Linked DNA regions of Mus musculus: region 1 is linked to region 2. Evidence: chromatin contacts called from public HiChIP or PLAC-seq data. All regions are on one chromosome and are shown on one strand. The core of a region is the stretch at or near the end of the contact, and the rest is flanking DNA. Distances in the headings are between cores, read along the strand shown. Region 1 has its middle 38 kb from the start of Crabp1. Region 2 holds the start of Dnaja4 (DnaJ heat shock protein family (Hsp40) member A4).

What was found. HiChIP or PLAC-seq counts read pairs in DNA pulled down with a chosen protein or histone mark.
Region 1: a contact with region 2 is called in an HNF4G HiChIP or PLAC-seq map of pancreatic cancer cells. The contact joins the enhancer-like site here to the promoter of Dnaja4 in region 2. A contact is called at or near these places in 2 of 39 promoter capture datasets (embryonic stem cells and stem cell-derived epiblast-like cells), 1 of 484 Hi-C or Micro-C datasets (nephron progenitors), 3 of 115 datasets of contacts at active chromatin or transcription factors (embryonic stem cells and pancreatic cancer cells) and 3 of 9 other capture datasets (adipose tissue, embryonic stem cells and pancreatic islet).

Annotation. Positions count from the first base shown.
Region 1 is chr9:54,801,721-54,804,420 of GRCm38.p6, reverse strand. No RefSeq gene overlaps it. Among named protein-coding and RNA genes, the nearest start is that of Crabp1, 38 kb to the right of the region's middle. Within about 2 kb of position 1,335, at least 106 of the 459 cell types and tissues checked have an H3K27ac peak or open chromatin away from gene starts, as enhancers often do. A contact at or near this core is called in embryonic stem cells and pancreatic cancer cells, where this site is marked.
Region 2 is chr9:54,698,201-54,700,900 of GRCm38.p6, reverse strand. It overlaps Dnaja4 (DnaJ heat shock protein family (Hsp40) member A4), which reads right to left and starts at 1,342. Exons shown (of 7, transcript NM_021422.4): 1 at 1,041-1,342. The coding sequence starts at 1,172. It overlaps Gm46113 (a long non-coding RNA gene), which reads left to right and starts at 2,181. Exons shown (of 2, transcript XR_001779175.2): 1 at 2,181-2,700.

The sequences.
Region 1 (2,700 bases), core at 86-2,585, 100 kb before region 2:
TCAGTACTTGACAAAGCAGCTGACATCTTAGTTTTGACCTCCAACAATCCCTCTGCCTTGGCTCTCCCCTGAGTCTACCAGCCCAAAGATTATCCCCTTACAGCTTGAGTGGAGGAATGGCACAGCAAAGCCCCTGGAGTCTTGGGTGCACTGGTTGAGGTGAGGGTGAGTGGGAGTGGGCTCTCAGTTCCTCGGAGAGAAAAGTTATTGGCTGGGAGGTAGGAAAGGAGACTGGGAGCTATGAAGTCCAGGCCAGTGGCAGGAGGTCAGCCAAGCCTTATCCAAGCTCCTTTGGTACAGCTTGATAGTGCCACCTTTGTGTCCTATGTGATCAAGAATGACATGGTGTGGCCCCTGTGTCCTGGGGCCTCAGAAAGACAAGTCACTGGTTTGCGGAAAGGACCTGTGCTGCTGCTGGGTGGAGGAGAGAATCTTTATGGTATATAACACTGCTTCATGTGTGTGTGTGTGTGTGAATGTATATGAGTGTGTGTGTGAGAGAGAATGTGTGTGTGATATGTTTGTGAGAGAGTGTGTGCATGTATGTGTATGTATGTATGTGAGAGTGTGTTTGTGTGTGAATGTGTATGTGTGAGAGAATGTGTGTGTGATATGTGTGTGAATGTGTGTGTGTGTGTATATGTATGTGAGAGTGTGTTTGTTTGTGTGTGAATGTGTGTGCGCGCATGGGTGTCTGTGTATGTGTGTTGGCTAGTGGAGGACATCAGGTGTCCTTCTCTATCACTCTCTACTTTATTCCCTCGAGACTGGGTCTCTCACTGAACCCAGAACTGGCTGATTAGCTCTGTTGGCAGGCAGCAAGTTGCAGATGTCTCTGGCTCTGCCCTTTGCAGTGCTGGGGCCACAGGCATGTGCAGCCACATCCTGGCTTTTTAGGTTTTTTTTTTTCTGGGGATTCAGGCACTTACTTATATAGTAAGTGCTCTTACTCACTGGGCCATCTCCCAGGCCTAGTGAGAAGCACGGCTGGGTATGCAGTCACCCCATGCCCATTTCCTTCACAGCCCTTCCAGGAGTTCAGCACAATTCAGGAAGACATCAGATTAACCAATATCACATTCCTCCCACCTCCCAGAATGGGGACACCCCTCCCCCCCGAAACTGAGTCCATTTAGGATTATTGACAAGTGTGTAGACTTAGATTCTCCCAACAGGATGATTGCTCAATACTAAAGAATTAGTGCCATTGTTCCCTCTTTAGTCACTACTGTGAGGTCACCAAACTGCCACACCCAGACAGAACAAAGATGTGCAGGAATGGCTAAAAGGGGGTTCCACCTCCCTTAGCCTGAGGCTGGACACTCCCCTCTGACCCCTCCAAGGCTCCTTGGATTGGCTGCCGATCAATCACCCCACTCCTCCATCCTGCTAGGCCTGCCAGTCTAGCCTCATCTGGAAAGAATAAAAGCAGAAAAGACAAGACCATGGTCCCCCTAATGCAAACCATTTGTGCAGTCAGCAGCAAATGGATGTGATTCACAGAGATGTGGCAGGAAAAAGGCAGATTGGGCTCATTCTCCCCTGGGCATCCTTAAACTTTCTGGAAGCTGGTTCTCGGCTGCTCTCCATTCCTCGCAGCTGGACTGTGTATACATTGAGAGGTTGGTGGTTTGTAGAAATTCCAACTGGATAAGTTAGACACTGCCTTAATTTCTTATAGGCCATGGCCCAAGATGCAATAATAGACCTGACACACCCAAGAATATTGACAAGAAACTCAATAGTTATCCCGTTGGGTGAATCATAAGCTCCTTGAGGTTGGAAGCATATATAATTGGCTTGGCATTTATCATCCAGCACACAGTTTTAGCTTCACCCCTTTCTAGGCTCTCTTCTCACCACAGGCCACCTAATTCCATCATTTAGACTGACCCCCCTTTCTGGCCCTGGCTGCTGAATACTCTCTTGCCTCAGAGCCTCTGCATGTGCTGTTTCTAGAGCCTAGATTGTTGCCCCTCTTCTATCTGCCTAATGCACCCCATTACTTCTGAGTGCTCAACTTAGACATGCTATGTTCAGGGAAGTCAGGTCCTCTGCTGCAAATTTTCACTATGTCCTGCTGTTGAACCTGCTGTTGTCACTGTGCACTGTCTCATGTGATTCACTGACTAGTATCTGTCTTCCTGTCCACACAGTCTGCTTAGTAAGGACAAGAACTAGGTCAACATATGACCACTGGTATCTTGAAAATATGGAAGGGTTACATCAACATTTATTGAACACCAGGTACACACACACACACACACACACACACAGAGAGAGAGAGAGAGAGAGAGAGAGAGAGAGAGAGAATCTCTCTTATTACATAAAAGTAAACTGAGACCCTAAAGTGGCCAGGAGACCGAGCTCAAGGTGGGAGACTTTGGGACCAGAGGGAGACTTTGACTTCGGCTCCTCCAAGTCTCGTATCTCAGTGTTCTTTCCATCTGAATTACAGCTGTGGATCCAGGGATTGGCTGGAGTTCGTGCTGACTCAGTGTGAGAGACAGGGTCATCTCTGTATGTCAGTGAGGCCAGAGGCTTGCTGTTCCCACGTGAATCAGTAGAGCCCTTACCTGGAGTCAGTCCCGGTGGCAGCTTCTTGCTGCTTCACTTGGGGCCAGCAGCTATCCACCTGACAGCAGCTGCTCTAATCCTTGGGGCTAGTCCCACCCTGTTGGGCCAGGAACGGAAGAGGGA
Region 2 (2,700 bases), core at 93-2,592:
ATTACTAATGCAGACAGGTATTTTGATCCGAGTGTCATTTCCCCAGGTCTAAATGCTAGACAGGGTGATCAGCGGCTCCAAAAGTGATCCAGGTGTGACTGCTATGCGCTCCCACCATGGCGCTGGCTCCCCAGATTCATCTGGGGCAGCCAAAGTGGGTTTTTTGTTTGGTTTCCTTGGGGGTTTGTTTTGTTTTCTTAAACGACAAGAAGTGAAACAGACTAGCTAGCCAACTCTCCTTGCAATGGCTGGTACTTTGAGTCTCCTATTCAGGTGGGCCATTTCCGCTTTGGGAACAAAATGAAGAATGCCTTATTTCTGTAAACAGGATGGAAAAGGTTCAAATTAGGACACCAGTTGCAGAGCACTTCAGCCTATTATCTGTCAGTACTTATGGTCAACCGTGGGTCATTTGTCACAGGAAACCTGGAGTTCTCACTATAAGCAGATGTGTCGGGTTACAGACTTCTGCACCCCTGATTAATAACGACAAAAAAAGTGATGATTCCGTGTCTGAAAACTGTATCAGGCAGGAGGTGGCCCTCACAGATCATATCCACTCAGTCCCTCTCAAGAGGGACGCTGGGTTTGTCTAAGGTACAAGTCAGATCACAGGAACTCATCCCTAGGGCTTATGCAACACGCGGAACAGAAACACAATATTTCGCTGCCGGGGGGGGTCCCCAACAAGCACATAGCTTCTGTTCACCGGTGCCAGGGTTTCTGGTTTGCCGGTGTCTTCTCCCACAGGAATGCCAGGGCTGCCTCAGAGAGCTGTGCTCCCAGAGGTCAGCACGGATCCCCGTCAGGGTCCTCACAGCCCGGAAGCAGGGGCTCCAGAAACACTTGTAGAGCGAACGAAGGTGCGGATGGCTGCTGGCACTGGCGCCCCGCACCTAGCCTTGCTAGGTGCCCCCGACTGACTGCGCCCCGCGGCCTCCCTCGGGCTGGCGCGGCTCCTGGAGAGAGCCTCTGCGTCGCCTTCAATAATTCACAGCCCGGGTCCTCCCGTAACCCCGACACCCCGCGGGGCCCCGCACCTTCTCGCCCTCATCCGGGTTCTTGTCCGGGTGGTACTTGAGCGCCAGCTTCCGATAGGCCTTCTTGATCTCCTCCGGGGACGCGCTGGGCTTCACCCCCAGGATGTCATAGTACTGGGTCTCCTTCACCATCTTGTCTCTGCGGGGTGGGGCGGACGAAGCGGGTCAGCGCGCCCCCGACGCCCCCGGCCCGTGCCCCCGACGCCGGCCTGCGCGTCACCGTCTCGGTCGCGGCCGCTTCCCGGGGCTCCGTCCCGAGCGTGAGCCCGGGACCCAGTTGCGCTCCCGGCACCGCCGCACTCGAGCCGCCGGTACCTCCGCCGCCGGCTTTTATTCGGCGCCGGCGGAAGGTTCCGCCAGGAGGCGTGACGCCACATAGGCCCAGAACGTTCGCGGAGGTTCCGGCGGCTCCGGGGCTCGGTCCTCCGGCCGGGCGCGCGCGCTCACCCGTTCTCTTCTGAAGTCTGCTCCTCTGGCTGGCCGTCCGACTCCCCGGAGCTCCAGTTCTGACTGCCGCCACGGGCCATGTTGGGGTGCTCGGGGGTGGGGGGCTTCGGCGTGGAGGTTTCGGGCTTCGTGGTGGAAGTCGTTCGCTGCCGATTGTCACGCCGCCCCGAGGCCGTCCCCTTGCCCTTGCGTGGGTCCGCGGGGTTGGGTCGCTCTGGGATCCGATGGCCTGCAGGAGGGCCTCGTGTGCGCGAACCCTGGGCAGAGGAGAGCTTGGACTGGGAGGTCAGCGGACGCGCGGACCCCACCCGGCCTCTGCCTCGGGGTGTGGCCCCCTTCTGTTCGGTCACTGCGGGGGTGTGCTCTGGGGTCTGCCTTGGATTGTTGCATTTTGGGGGGTGTTGGAGTGAATGGCTGCCTTCTGTGGTGGCGTCGAGATCCTGCGGTGGCTGGTTCCCCCTAGGCATCTTGAAGGCTGGGTGACCATTAGCCTTTGAAGATGTGAACAGTGGCCTTTAGGTGGCCTGAGTTTGGACACTGGCCTCTCTATTGCCCACAGCTGGAAACCTCATAAGTACCCCAAGGGTGAGGAGTGACGTTTCCCAGCTGTGAGCAGTGATGACGTCTATCACCTGTGAACAGTGACATTATTTCCAAGTCTTTCAAGGATGAGCAGTGATCTCTCTTTTTTTTCAGGAGTGGGAATCCCCACCCCACCCCCACCCCCATACACACACATATCAATGCACAAATGGGCCAAGGCAGAGCCATCGAACCAGTATTGCAGCTCTACCGGGCACTGAAGCCTACAAGACCAGGCGGTCCAATCTTCTACTTCTCTAGGCTGCTTTCAACGGATGCCACGATTAAGACTACTCAAAACATGTGGGTGTGGACTTGCTGCTGCAGCGCTATCAGAATACTGCAGACCCTTCTGGCCTACTTAGGCTTCTCGTGGTGCAACACTTTATCCAGGAGAGGAAGCCACCCTGGCCAGCTCCCTGGAGTCCACTGGCCTGGGTTTTGATCTGGTGGCTGAAGCTCCTCTTTCATGCGCGCAATAGGGATACAAACGACTTAATACCCATGAGAAATTAAGCCAAGCCGCTAGCTTCTTTTCCGGGGAACATGAGAATCCACTTTCTGGATCTTGCTCCTATAGAACAGTCACTTTTGGGCAGATTCAGGACAGGAGGTCAGGAATTTGTGACTC